Regions from separate parts of the Danio rerio genome. Here all the other regions are linked to region 1. The links are chromatin contacts, called in public Hi-C and HiCAR-type maps. All regions are on one chromosome and are shown on one strand. Each heading gives the region's core, a stretch centred on a gene start, on an enhancer-like site or on the middle of the called end of the contact. The rest is flanking DNA. Distances are from core to core; before and after follow the strand shown. Region 1 holds the start of mdh1ab (malate dehydrogenase 1Ab, NAD (soluble)). Region 2 overlaps ehbp1 (EH domain binding protein 1). Region 3 holds the start of LOC141378567 (protein FAM161A-like).

The links. Hi-C and Micro-C count contacts between places; a contact is called where the count stands out from the background. HiCAR-type assays count read pairs that join an accessible place to other places.
Region 2: a HiCAR-type map of caudal fin shows a contact between it and region 1, with 7 times the contacts expected there. The contact joins the enhancer-like site here to the promoter of mdh1ab in region 1. A contact is called at or near these places in 7 of 18 Hi-C or Micro-C datasets (caudal fin, embryo, hematopoietic stem cells and 1 more) and 2 of 4 datasets of contacts at active chromatin or transcription factors (caudal fin and embryo).
Region 3: a Hi-C map of embryo shows a contact between it and region 1, with 2.0 times the contacts expected there. The contact joins the promoter of LOC141378567 here to the promoter of mdh1ab in region 1. A contact is called at or near these places in 2 of 18 Hi-C or Micro-C datasets (caudal fin and embryo) and 1 of 4 datasets of contacts at active chromatin or transcription factors (embryo).

The regions. Positions count from the first base shown.
Region 1 is chr17:25,763,455-25,767,884 of GRCz12tu, reverse strand. mdh1ab (malate dehydrogenase 1Ab, NAD (soluble)) reads right to left here and starts at 1,736. Exons shown (of 10, transcript NM_001355553.1): 1 at 1,691-1,736; 2 at 1,203-1,317; 3 at 544-642; 4 at 240-336. The coding sequence starts at 1,205. The region is part of intron 2 of wdpcp (WD repeat containing planar cell polarity effector); the gene reads left to right.
Region 2 is chr17:25,503,880-25,508,575 of GRCz12tu, reverse strand. The region is part of intron 5 of ehbp1 (EH domain binding protein 1); the gene reads right to left. Among named protein-coding and RNA genes, the nearest start is that of ehbp1, 47 kb to the right of the region's middle. Within about 2 kb of position 2,790, at least 5 of the 62 cell types and tissues checked have an H3K27ac peak or open chromatin away from gene starts, as enhancers often do. A contact at or near this core is called in caudal fin, where this site is marked.
Region 3 is chr17:25,375,916-25,380,766 of GRCz12tu, reverse strand. LOC141378567 (protein FAM161A-like) reads left to right here and starts at 3,160. Exons shown (of 4, transcript XM_073928525.1): 1 at 3,160-3,493. The coding sequence starts at 3,383.

The DNA of each region.
Region 1 (4,430 bases), core at 487-2,986:
CCCCTTCCCCCACATAGGCTCTAATGTTACTGTCAATCTTCCCATTCCATTCTCTAATAGGGACCACCGTTAATAAGTCTAGCAGCCCTTTCAGCTGGGGATCATATGGCTAACCAATCAGACTGCTCTGTGCTCTTGTCATTTGTGCAATGAAAACACAAGCCTTAAAAACCGCAAGACTCGCACAAAGCTTAGAAAACACAGGGCCTCATAACACTCATTCTACTGTATGCGTGTACCTCTCAGAAGTGGAAGGGCGCAGTCCTGCAGCTCCATAACAACACCCTCCAGCACAGGCAACATGGGAGTGATGTCCAGCAGAAGCAAAACGAGAGGCTAAAGAGAGAGAGAGAGAGAGAAACTGATCATAAGAGTGTGCCTTGCATAAATGCAACAATAAATGACACATGAAATAATCTCATCAGGTGTTTGTCAGACATATATGGAGCTTATTCTTGGAATAAGTCAAACCACATGCTGAATGACACAACAGTGTTTAATTGGTTGTGACGGGCCATTGCCTAAGCCAAATCCTGCTTCTACCTGATCTTTACCGAAGACATCTCCCTTTGCAATGCCGTACAGCAGAGAGTATGCGATCTGTCCTGCGGCACCGGTCACCAAGACTCTAATAGGCTCAGACTATAACAAAAAAGGAAAATAATTATGAACAACTAATGTGAACAAAGAAAAGAGTTATATATGACAACATTCAGCCAGTAGAGATGAGCAGGAAGCTCATGGTGTTAGAACATATAAATAGTCCTGGCAAACTCTGCCAGACCTCAGAATGACGTGCTGAGTGGGATATTTTTAAACCGAGAGACATTTACTCAGTTCTTCAATTAACTCACTTTCTCCGCTGCTTTCACTCATCTGTTGCAAATTAATCATATTTTGAATTAATAATTAAGACTTGTACACTGAATAGACTGTGAATGCAATTTAAAATTACGAACGATTTAATAAAATACCACATGAATACAAAAGTGCATGACTCTTATTGTCTTATAATAAGTGATTAAATGATCATTATACAAGTCTTTGTAATTTAACAGCACAAACATAAAGAAAATAGCTCCTGGTATTATTCGACTCAAAGCTTTGACGTTAACCTCGCAGTTTCCATAAGCATGATAACGTATTAACAACAAAACGTGAAATTGTTTTAAAACATTAGTTGCAATATGAAATTTTCCTACCATTTTCTGCTGGTTACGAATGACAGCTGCTCTCCCACTACTCTGATTGCGGAGGTCACCCCTATTTTCCTCACGAGGCAACAAGTTGCCGTTGCACCTGCGTTACAAGTGCCTCCTGGGAAATGTAGTTTTTAGTTATCATACAGGCGTTCATGTTGTTAAGATAAAAACTACAGTTCCTATAAGCAAGTATAGTAAATCACAAACTAACAGATGCCTCTACCATGAGTCCAAGGGGACCTCCGATTTAAGTTTGCAATTCTGTTCTTTCTAATTAAATTGTGTTAGAAACATTATTTGCACTTAAAACTAAAAACGTAATAAAGCAGTTACTGATTTAATGGTTTACTTTTAATTATTTAAAAAATGTGAACGTGCAATTTGGTTAACGGAGCATTACACAAAAATAATCAAAAACATTCCCCGTAAAAACCTTAATATGTGGTGTTCCTTGGGATTTTTATAACTCATGCATTTAGTCTACGCACACAAATCCCGATCCTGACTGAAGGAACAACCCGGAAGATATTGGAGTTTACCGTAATATTTGGAAAACAACGCAGGAGAAAAAGTAAAAGCTATGGAGATTACAGCTGCGTCCGTTGCTTAGACACACTTGAAATCATGAACATGTCTGAAGTTAGCGACTGCTAATATTTTAACATATCGTGAGAACATGTTTTAGTTAAATTTAGTTACATTTACATTTTTTATTTGTGCATTTTTCCTAAAGTTATATTTATATGCAGTCGTCTGACAACAAAAACTCTGCACCTGCGGCATCAGTTCAAGTAACGTTAGCAGGGGATCAACACATTATTGTAAACTTATCGGTAAGTCTATTGATGAGACAGTCAAAGCATCCTGTGCATTATGTGGAGTGTTTAATAGTGGCGAATCCTGTATGTACTGTATGTATGTGGTCTTTTAATTTTGTAATCTGTAAAACATTATTTTTCCGTTATCGAAAATGGAAACATGCAGAAGTCAGATGTTTCGGAATCTACTGTATCGACTTCTCCCCCATACGTTGTCCAGACAGGGTTCACTGTTGTCGGCTTGATTGAATTCTGTACTGGCTTGTGTTTTGTAGCTGTAAAAGATCTTGGAAAACATTAGTAAGTAAGTAGATAAGTGGTTGGTCTCATATAAAAGTTGTATTTTAGACTTTGCTATTTGTACCTTTTTATAAACCATTTACAACGAACGTCATTCATGTTTTTGCCTACAAACAAAACTAAAAATGAGAAAAACCACAAATGTTTCATGATTTTGCTTCACTGACCACTATTTAAGCATTTGTTATACAAATGGTGCAGTGATTAATGTGGTGAAAACATACTATCACATTTGCTATTATTGAATCATGGTTCATTTCAAAAGGTATTATAACATATACTTGTAATTAATGTATGATATTGTTAAAATAACTTTACCCTTAAAAAAAATTGTAAAAAAACAGATAATGTCCTTGGCCTGACATTTAACTGCAGTTCTTCATTAAAGATGAAATTTGATTAATGAATGGTCCTGTTAAACAAACAGCGTTGATTGATTGATTGATTGATTGATTTAGGGGTTGGCTGATCATTCATTTCTTAGTTTTATATATAAATCGTACTCATTTTTGTTTGTTTTTTCAGTAAGGCATTATCTCTCTCTTTGTGAAAAAATTTGGCAATAATGTTAAACTATCTAAAGTAGGCTTTTGTAGCTTCTATTAAAAGGGCTTATTTCATTTTGACAATTCTTTTTTTTTTTTAATGGAAAATATTTATTTTCTGTTGGAGAATTTTTAGACAGTTTATTAGCCATATAATTAATACCAACTTGATTCTGTTTGAAAACGCATCCAAGAGCAGCTGTATCATAAACACTTCTATAATTTTTGTGTCTTTGACTACCTCCTATTGAGAGGGCGAAATAGGGCGTCTGTGTCAGTTTAGAGCTGTGAGGACCCCTGCTTAGGGTGAGATAGATGATCTCCCTCTGCATTTTACATGAACTCATTACAGGCTCATTACAAACCGCCTGACAAAGGAGCTGAGGATAATGTTGCTTCTTCATGTGATGTCCCAGAACAGAACAACAGCAAACACTCTTCTCCATAACACAGCGGAGAGGAGCTGTCAGTTCATAGGTGCTTTTTGATTCGTTTGAACAACTGTAGTTAGATTGTTAGATTGAGTTTTTATCCCCACTTGTATTTTGGATGGAAAATTATATATATATATATATTTTTTTTTTATATAAATTATAGAATTTATTTTATATATGTGTCTGAACCTGCCTTCCTTCTTGACTTTCTTGTATTTTCTTTCTCTCTGTCCCTCAGGCTTTTTCTATTGCATTGTGTACAGTGAGACTGGTGTTTCTAAAAAATGTCCAGTGTGGTTCACCCGTACAATACTGTAATGCATATTAATAGAAATTGCTTTAGTAAAATACTATAATAAAGTTTGATTTTAATTTAAAAGTGTAAATCATGTTTGTTAAAAATAAAAGTTGAAATACTGATGGTAATTTAAAAAGTAATTGTTAATTATAAAGTAATATGATGTAATATAATATAAAACACATTTTTTAAAGCATATTAAGGGTTTCCTCATTTCAGTCCTTGTTGGAATAAATGAAAGATTATATACACCATATTGGCTCATTGGGAGGTTTGGATAACTTATAAATCAGTGTTGCTCTTTCTGATTTTTTTTTTCATTTTACTAGGTGAACCATTTCAAAAGAATGATTCATGGTAAATTGAGCATAACTCCAGACCTTTTTCTGAAGCTTATTGGTGATAATTAATAACTCAGTGTCATCTCATGTACATACAATTTAATTTCACTATCAATTTAATGTATTTACTAAAAGTGGTATTTCCAGGAAATACAATTAAATACTATTTATTTTATATATTTGATAGTGGGTAACATGTTTATTTAAACTTGTATTTTATTTGTATCTTAATTGTTTATTATTTCTAAAACTAACGTAACATTTAGCTATCTATGCATCTGATAGCTTTGAAAAACATATTTAACCTTTAAATCACATAACCTTTGGTCTTAACCATCACAGTGCTGTCACACTGGTAAATACAGTTTTGAAATATTTTAATAACCCAGTATCATATTGCAAATGGTGAAGAGTGAAATTCTAGAATAATCCAGACCTGCTTCAACAGGCCCTCATTTCAACCTCATATCTGTTAGACACTAGTCAATTCTC
Region 2 (4,696 bases), core at 1,541-4,040, 260 kb after region 1:
GATGGAGGAGGTGCCAGAGTGGCTGACTGCTGCCCCCTGCTGATCCCTTCAGGGCGCATCACCATTCACACAAATACGCACACTCTCTCCTGCTACAGGGGAAACATTGGGGTTTTTAAAATGCATTAAAGAACGGCGCGCATGTTAAATGTATTAAGAAATCTGACTCTACACTATTTGTAAAATCGTATTTGATCATTCTGAGATTGTCAACAGTCTAGTCGATGGATAAAAGATCAGAGTGTGCCAAACATGGTCGAAAACGCATTCCCCAGCACTGCTGCCCTGAGGCAAGTTTTTAAAAGCCCCATTTTTAGTACATGTTTCTTTAAATAAACAAAAGCATTTAAAATGGTCAAAGCATCAAAGAAATAGTCCGAGGAGGTGTGAGGGTCACTTTCATGCTCAATTTGAAGGTCAGCGATCTTTTTCTGACAACCAAAAAGCGCATGATGTGAGAAGATTATCTGCTTTAGTAATCTTGTTAAAATGACATGAACTACAAATATAAGTGTGTTTATGAAGGTGTACAATCATTTTATCAGTTCTATATAATTCTATTCAAAATTGTGCAATGAGAGGTACTTTTCAAGTATGCTTTTCCAGACATTGTGTTTGGAGATTATCACATTCATTAGTTAACAATTTATTTTCAAAACAAGAAAAGAGGACAAACAAATGGAAGGACTTCAAGTTTTACATAATGAAATGTCATTACATGAAGTAAATAATATGACACGACATGCAAAACTATCAGTATAAAATTCAATACATCAATGAGTTTCGAGTGTTTCACATTTCTACTTAAAGAGACAGTTCACCCTAAATTGAAAGTGTTCACACCATTTACACACCCTCAGGTAGTTTCAAACCTTTTAAGTTTCTGTTAAACACAAATGAAAATATTTGGAAGAAAGCTGAAAACTGGTAATGAAATATTATGGAAGTCAAAGATTGCAGGTTTCTGTTTTCTTCTGTGTAGAAAGAAAGTCAATCAGGTTTGAGACAAGTGAAGGGTGAGCAAATGATGACAGTGTTGGGTGAACTCTGTATCTCTTCAATGATTCTTTAATGATTTACAAAATATAATTATTTTGTTTTACTCTTTTAGCTTAGTGTTATGGGATTTTAATAATATTTTATCTGTGATTCAGTACCAATACATATTTTGAAAGAAGTATGAAAAAAGATTTTCAATAAAATGATCCAAAATGAACCGATAAGTAATATGGTTAATAATTTTGATCATGTACCATTCAAATGTGTTAAGAAGAGGGATAACTTTCATAACTTTTTGTACATTTTATTACATTTTGGTGTATATCCTCTATAATATCCTTAGATGACTGCCAATATTTAATCCCTAAACATTATGATGATTAAATTAATAACAGTGCTCATATTCAATAACCTGTACAAAAATCATACAGTAAATAAGCCTAATAGTGTTCCACTATTGTTTCAACTAACAGTCAGTAATAGTTTTTGTAACTGAAATTATGTAAAAGAATAAAAACATTAGATGAAATAGAATAAAAATTTGATAATGAAAACTAATATAAAAATAAATCTTAATTCAAAATAATAATTAATTCTAAATAGGCATCACTATAACACCTAATATGAAAAGAAAAACGAAAGAAAAAGTCAAATTAAACACTGCAAAAAAGTGACTTAAAAGTTTCAGTATGTTGCCAGGTATTTCTGATATGCACACTACTGGTAAAAAAAAAAGTTTTCTAAAAGTTTTCTTTTTTTTGTTCATTTTTTTGTTTGTTATTTGTTTTTTAAAGAAAATTATTCTGTTCATTTATTAAATGCAAAGAAAAATTTAATTGTTAAACTTTTATTTTTATTTTAAATAACTGATTTCTTATTGTATGTAGTTTCAAAAGAAATTATTAATCCAGTAATTATTACTATTATTATTACCATTAATAATAATACTAATAATACTACTACAACTAGTACTACTACTACTACTACTACTACTACTAATAATAATAATAATAATAATAATAATAATAATAATAATTTATATTAATATTAGAGTGATTTCTGAAGGATCATGCGACTCTGAAGACTGGAGTATGAAGCTGAAAATTCATCTTTAAAAATCAATGATTTAATTAAATGACTGAACTACTTTTGAACAGTTATTTTATAGTGCAATAATATTTCACAATTTTACAGTTTGTACTCTATTTTTGATAGTGAAATAATGAGCAATTTTGAACTTGTTGACAGAATTTTATAGGATGGCAATTACATGTAATCTTTACAACATTGTAGGATTTAGCCCAACTCCAGACACATTTGCCCTTTTCTGAAAACACAACGGCAATAACTGTAAAACAAGATAATCCGCAGTAATAAGTATTTAGCAACATGACTCTGGATGACGTCTACAGTGCTCTGGCATGTTTAGGTTGTCCACAGTTTTTCAAAGTATCATGGACATGACCCGAGTTGAAATGTTTGTTTTGTTAACATAATGATAAGCTAACGGCATGACTGAGGAAGACATGATACCACAATTGACAACAACATTACTATTTAGTATTTCCCATCTGTGTGTGTGTTTGTCCCAGTTAAAGGAGAACACACCAAACCCCTGCAGGCGATCACACCTAAAGTGAACCTCAAACTTCCTTTGACTGACATTTGCAGGAAGCGTGAGGAAGAAAGGGGTGCGACCGGGAGCTTCATCCACTTTAGTGTATGTGTGTGTGTGTTTAGGCGGGTGGCAGTCCCAGCTGTCCCAGTATTGATCCACAGCTGGTGCCAGTATGGGGGGTGGGGGTCAAGACTGTGGGGTTTCCTTCTAAACACACACACAAACATGCTGAAGAGAGCGAGAAGAAAGGACCTGATGTACTCAAAGTAAAGTGAGGTTTTTATTCTTCATTTAGGGCTAAAAAGTGGTTTTGAAACACCTGAGCTGTGGGAAACTGTCAGCCAATATTCCAATACTGCTAAATGTGCTAACAGTGCCATTGAGATGAAAATTTAAATGTGCGTTGCATGTTTTCTTAATACCGAAATAAACATACAACAGGATTGCAGAGAAGAGAACAAGCAGTTTAAAATTGCAGCTGATAATAACAATGTGGAAGCTACTGTAGCATGAGATCTGCAACTTGCCAATGCTGTCAAGTAAAGGCATTTATACAGTAGACTTCTTTAAAGATGTAGTTGACCCAAAAAGTCTGGCAAGTATTCACTTGCTCTCAAGTTGTTCCAAATCATTAAGAATTATTTTTTTTAATACTAAGGAAGATATTTTAAAGATTATTAGAATCCAGTAGTCCATGAAATCCGAAGTAGAAAAATAATCTTTGAAAGTGAATGAATACTAGTTTCCAACACACTTCAAAATATCTTTCTTTGTGTTCAGCAGGAAAAACAAATTGAATTTCTTTTAATTTTGGGTAAATATTGGGTAAACACATTTACAGCATTAAATATGGAAAACAGTGCCAGTGTTGCAATCAGTTAGATTTACAACTTGACTTTCTGCTATGAAACAGATTTTCATTGTTTATGTTTTATCTCATGAAGGTCAGAGCTCATCAAACTGAATCAGAGAGATTAATGAATGAGAGGAGATTTCCAATTTATGAAGGCGGAGCCCCAGAGCCATACCTACTTTTTTACATTATCATCCAAGCAAGTGGTAGTGCAAAGGTGTTTACCAGATCATTTTTTTTCAGAAAGTTCACTTTAGAACTAACTATGATCAGATTTCATTCTAAATTACACCACATTTTGTTTGCCATCAGGCAAAAGCATACTGGAGGCTAAAAAGAGTGCTATTATGTTAAACAAAAATAAATAACATAAAATCTTGCTAACTACAATACAATTAACAATTCCTTAAAAAAAGTTTTTTTCTAGGTAAAAAAAAAAAAAAGTCTTTTAGTACTTTGATTCAAAACCGACTCCTAGAATCAGTTCTTAAAATTGGATGCTAATTAAACATGTCAACTCAATGAATGATTCTTTTAGTACTCCATCCTTTTGACTGAATCGTTATGAAACTCGACTCATAAACCCAGATCTCAATGTTAGATGCTAGATAAAATAAATGCAACAAGTGCTTTTCTTTTCAGTTCAATTAGGCCAAATATTTCTTTTAGTACTTCAAATTTTTGACTGATTCATTATAAAATCAGAGTCAAATAAGCAGTTTTCAAAGTGTGATGCTAGATAAAACAAAGCAAACAAACCCTTCTGTTTTATATTCGATTAATGATTCTCTTAGTACTTTGACATTCGGACTGATTCAAAACTGGCTCATAGAACCAGTTCTCAAAATTGTTAATTAAATATGTAAATTCAATTAATGATTCTTTTAGTTCTCCAATCTTTTGATTGACTCGTATGAAACCCGACTCATAGAACAAAATGTCAAAGCTTGGTAATGCTAGGTAAAATTATTGGAACAGATTCTTTTAATTTCAGTTTAATTAGGCCTAATAGGCCTAATGAGTCAAATAAGCAGTTCTCAAACAGTGCTGGGTCAATTTAATGGAACAAATCATTCTCATGTCAATTCAATTAATGGTTCTTTTAGTACTTAGATTTTTTGGACCGATTCAAAAAAGGCTTGTAGATTCAGCTCTCAAAATTGGATGCTAATCAAACATGTCAATTCAATTAATGATTACTTTAGTACTTCAACTATTTAATGGAT
Region 3 (4,851 bases), core at 1,911-4,410, 390 kb after region 1:
AATGTCAAGGTTTCAGAAGTAGGCCGGAATGTAGGTTGACGTGTGCTTGTGTTTGCATCAATTGTGGTGGCAGATGGATTGACAGATTGAGGTGTCAGCCTGTCAGTGTCTTTTAGCTGTAGGAGTGTGAACACTGGTTCCTGCATTAAACTGATTAACCACAGATTTGACCAGCACCAACAAACACATACAAGCGCTATAGGCAGAGTTTCATATGGGCGCCACAGGGTTATACCAGTAACTGAGAGTTTAGAGTTAAGAAAAATCAGGTCATGTTGTAAGATAAAAAGCCACCATTATGATATAGTTGCGAAATTGTGAAACAAAATGAAAGAAAAGCAGATTTAAAGTCAATGTATGCTGCAATTGTGAAACACAAAGAAAGAAGAAGTTGATTTACAAGAAATAATGCAATTTTGGGAAAGTCAATTTGAAAAGGCTCAAGCCAAAATGAGGAGAAGTGAACTTGCAGTCTTACTAAATGTTGCAACTGTGAGAAATAAAGATTCAAGTGAGATTAAATCTTTACCATGAGAATCTCAACCAGAACCCAGTCTTAACAGAGTCACAGTATATATGAGAATAGTTTCGTAATAGTCACCTTTTATAGCCAAGGTGTGAACAGCTTGTGACTAAATTAAAACACTTGACTTCCACCAACTTCTTAGGTTTTAAATGTCAAGAACCTACACTGGAACAAATTATTAGTTGACTTTATTAGAAAATGTGAGTTAACCTGATTAACTAAATGAACTACACTACCCGTCAAAAGTTTGGGGTCATTTATTTATTTATTTATTTTAAGAAAATTGTTCTGTTCATCAAGGCGACATTTATTAAATGTAAAAAAAAAAACTGTTAAATATTTATAAAAATTTTAAATAACTGCTTTCTTATCGTATGTATTTTTAAATTAAATTATTACTCCAGTCATTACTGCTTTTATTACTATTACATTATTAATAAAATTATAATATAATAATAAAAATAATAATAAAAATAATAAGGATAATGTAACTCCAAAGACTAGAGTAATAAAGCTGAAAATTCCTCGTTAAAATCATTGGAATAAATGATTAAAATAAATGATAAACTACTTTTGAACAGTTATCTTATAGTGCAATAACATCTCAATATTTTAATCAATTGAAATAAATGCATCCTTGGTTTGCAGGATAAGCTTATTTTAAAACATTTAAATATCCTACTGACCAAAATATTTGACCGATAGTGCATGTGCATAAAATAAAATTGCCTTTTATTAAGAAGAGTCAACTTGTTGCTTTTTTTAAGGCAAATATTTACTTATTTTTAAAATTAAAGTTACTCGGTTTTTACTAAATTAAAATAATTACAAAATATTATCAACGGATGTTGGTAAATTGCAGAGCTTATGTAAACATGGCTATATGGCTGTGATCAAATGCTTTCTACACTGCTGTTTTCTCACTGCTGTCATTTTGTTGTGTGTTTTACTATTGAGAGAAACTCGAGGGAAATTTTGTCATGGAAAGCTTGCAGCAGAAATGTACTGTACATATTCATCTAAATATTATTTATCAACATAATTTATTTACATCCATTAATTTTTAAAATATCTGTGTAAAAGATATGTTCATTTTCATTTTACTTTTAATTGAACAAAAAAATTGTACTGAGGTGCTGAATCTTGTATAATTTCTTTAATGTTAAAGGTATAGTTCATGGCAAAATATTCTAACTCATGGCAAAATATAAACTCAAGTGGTTCTAAAATTTTGTTCATTTTCTGTCCTCTGTTGAACACAAAAGAAGATATTCTGAAGAATGTTTAAAAAGCAGCCATTGATAGCCACCCATAGTTAGAACAAAAAAATACTATGGAAGTCAATGACTTTTATTTCAATCATTTCTCAGAAAATGCAAAGAAAAACATTACTTTTAATATTTTATCATCTACACCGGAGCGGCACAGTGGGTAGCACAATCGCCTTACAGCAAGAAAGTCCCTGGATTAAGCCCCGGCTGGGTCAGTTGGCATTTGTGTGTGGAGTTTGCATGTTCTCTCCGTTCTTGCGTGGGTTTCTTCTGGGTGCTCAGATTTACCCCACAGTCCAAAGACATGTACTATAGCAGGGGTGGCCAACCCTGTTCCTGGAGAGCCACCTTCCTGCAGATTTCAGTTGCTACCCATATCAAACACACCTGAACCAATTAGTTAGGACCTGAACAACACGTGATAATTACAGGCAGGTGTGTTTGATATGGGCTGCAACTGAAATCTGCAGGAAGGTGGCTCTCCAGGAACAGGGTTGGCCACTCCTTTACTATAGGTAAATTGAATTAACTAAATTGGCCATAGAGTGAATGCAAGAGTGTATGGGTGTTTCCCAGTACTGGGTTGCAGCTGGAAGAGCATCCGCTGCGAAAAACATATGCTGGATAAGTTGGAGGTTCATTTTGCTGTGGTGACTACTGATTAATAAAGGGACTAAGGCGAAAAGAAAACTAATGAATGAATCATCTACACCTGCCTTTAGAAGTCAACAATTTTTTATGACAAGACACTATCAATGTTTTTCATTGCCAGCACACTTCAGCCACCACTAAACCACACACCACCTTTCACCTAACATTTACCTTTAGCACATTAATAACACCGTGTGACTTCCACATGACATCGCAGCTTCACTTTGCAGAAGCACATTCTTTGATAATGGTTTGTGTACAATCTCAATTCAGGGACTGTATTTTGGTATGTTTTAAAGGGATAATTCACCCAAAAATGAGTTTATCATTTATCTCATGTGATTTTAAACCTTTATGAGTTTTTTCTTCTGTTGAACACACAAGAGGATACTCTGAAGAATGCTGGTGCTGCATTGACTTCCATAGGCAAAATATTTACCATGGAAGTCAATTAGTCCGAGCGACAAGCATTCTTCAAAATATCTTCTTTCGTGTTCAACAGAAGAAAGGAACTCAAATAGATTTTGAACAAGTGAAAGGTGAATATATGATAGCAGATGTTTCATTTTTGACACTTTAAATACTGCATGTTTACTGCGAGAGCATCTTCAGCTGAACCCTCTTCACATGCTGGATTCCCTCTGTAATTAAGAGTGCTGTTAATCTCTAAATCTTATTTGGGATGGTTCACTTTGAATCACATCTGAAGGTGTAAATCGGGGTTTAAAGAAGATATAGGACATATGGTCAGCAAGCACCAGGCTCTAAATCGTGACCTTTTAGGGTTTATCCACAGGGATAAACTGAGATTGGCACATCTGGGTGTGAGAAAGCATCCTAACCTAGTGTGGCAGTGCCATACCTGTGAGAGGAGCAAAGCGAGTCGAAAGGAGAAAGGAAGGAGAAAAGCAGTGCTGTACTTCAGATCTGGACAATGAAAGCGATACTGCGTACAGAGAGACTGCAGCCCAGTGAACTTCAGGCTCTGTTCGGAGAAGAGAAGGATTATTCATGCTCCCTGAATGATATTGTTCACCACACAGAGGTATGCATCTTGCATCTTTAGACTTATACAATGTAAAATATGAATGTGAAATTGTACAGTATGAAAACAGTACTTTTAAATGACATAAACTGCAGATGAAGATATTGTAAGATAAGTTCAGAATCGAATATTCTGGACTGTCGTCTATTTGTAAAAGCAAGATGATCCAGAAACAAGGCTAAAGGATGTGTGACTGGTTTAGAAAAGAATGAGGATATGCTACTGTAATTAGAAAACATGAAACTGAGTTTGTCATATTTTAGTCACATGGTGTCAAGGGACAAAATATCACTGAAAATGGACATTGAGAAAGATTGAGGACACAAGGTGTAGAACCACTAGTACTACCACTACTGAAATGGGATACAGTAACATAACAGACACTGGAGGTTCAAAACTAAAAATCTTTTTTAGCTCTTTAGTCTACAAAGTCAGAGATTTACTCAAACCTAAGCTGTTGGAACAAACCAACAATAATGGGTCAACTACTGTACCATTAGTGTAATGTAACATTTCAGCTTTTTTAAAATTCAAATTGGGTGACATGATGACTCAGTGGTTAGCACTGTCGCCTCACAGCAAGAAGGTCACTAGTTTGAGTCCCAGCTGCGTCAGTTGGCATTTCTGTGTGGAGTTTGCATGTTCTCCCTGTGTTCGCTCCAGGTGCTCCGGTTTCCCCTACAGTCCAAAGATATATGGTATAGGTGAATTGAATAAACTAAATGGCTGTAGTGTATGTAAATGTGGGAATGAGTTTGTAGAGGGTACTGGGTGGCTGCTAGAAAGGCATCTGCTATTTGAAACATATGCTGGATAAGGTTGCGGTTCATTCCGCTTTGGCGACTCCTAATGAATAAGGGGACTAAGCTCAAGGAAAATGAATGAATGAATTAAACATTCTAATTTACTATTTAAACTAGAGTCAGGTCTACTGACTTTAAATTAAGATTTATTTAAATTAAGGTCAGATTTGCTAACATTTTTGGCATTAAAATGCTATAATAGTGGGTTCTTACAACTTTATATGGGTCAAATATGGACAAAAACAACCTCGGATGTCAATTTTCTGATTTAATTTGAAATCATTTAAAAATTTTATCCAGATGTTAAGTTTGTAAAAACAACCAATTTATTAGTTTACCAGTGGTGTCCAAACTCAATCCTGGAGGGCCGGTGTCCCGGAGAGTTTAGCTCCAACCCTAATCAAAAACACATGAACCAGTTAATCAAGATTTTACTAGATATAATAGAAACGTCCTGGTAGGTGTTTTGAAGCAAGATGGAGCTAAACTCAGTAGGACAATGGCCCTCCAGGACTGAGTTTTGACATCCCTGGACCCAGTTTTTCAAAAGTAACA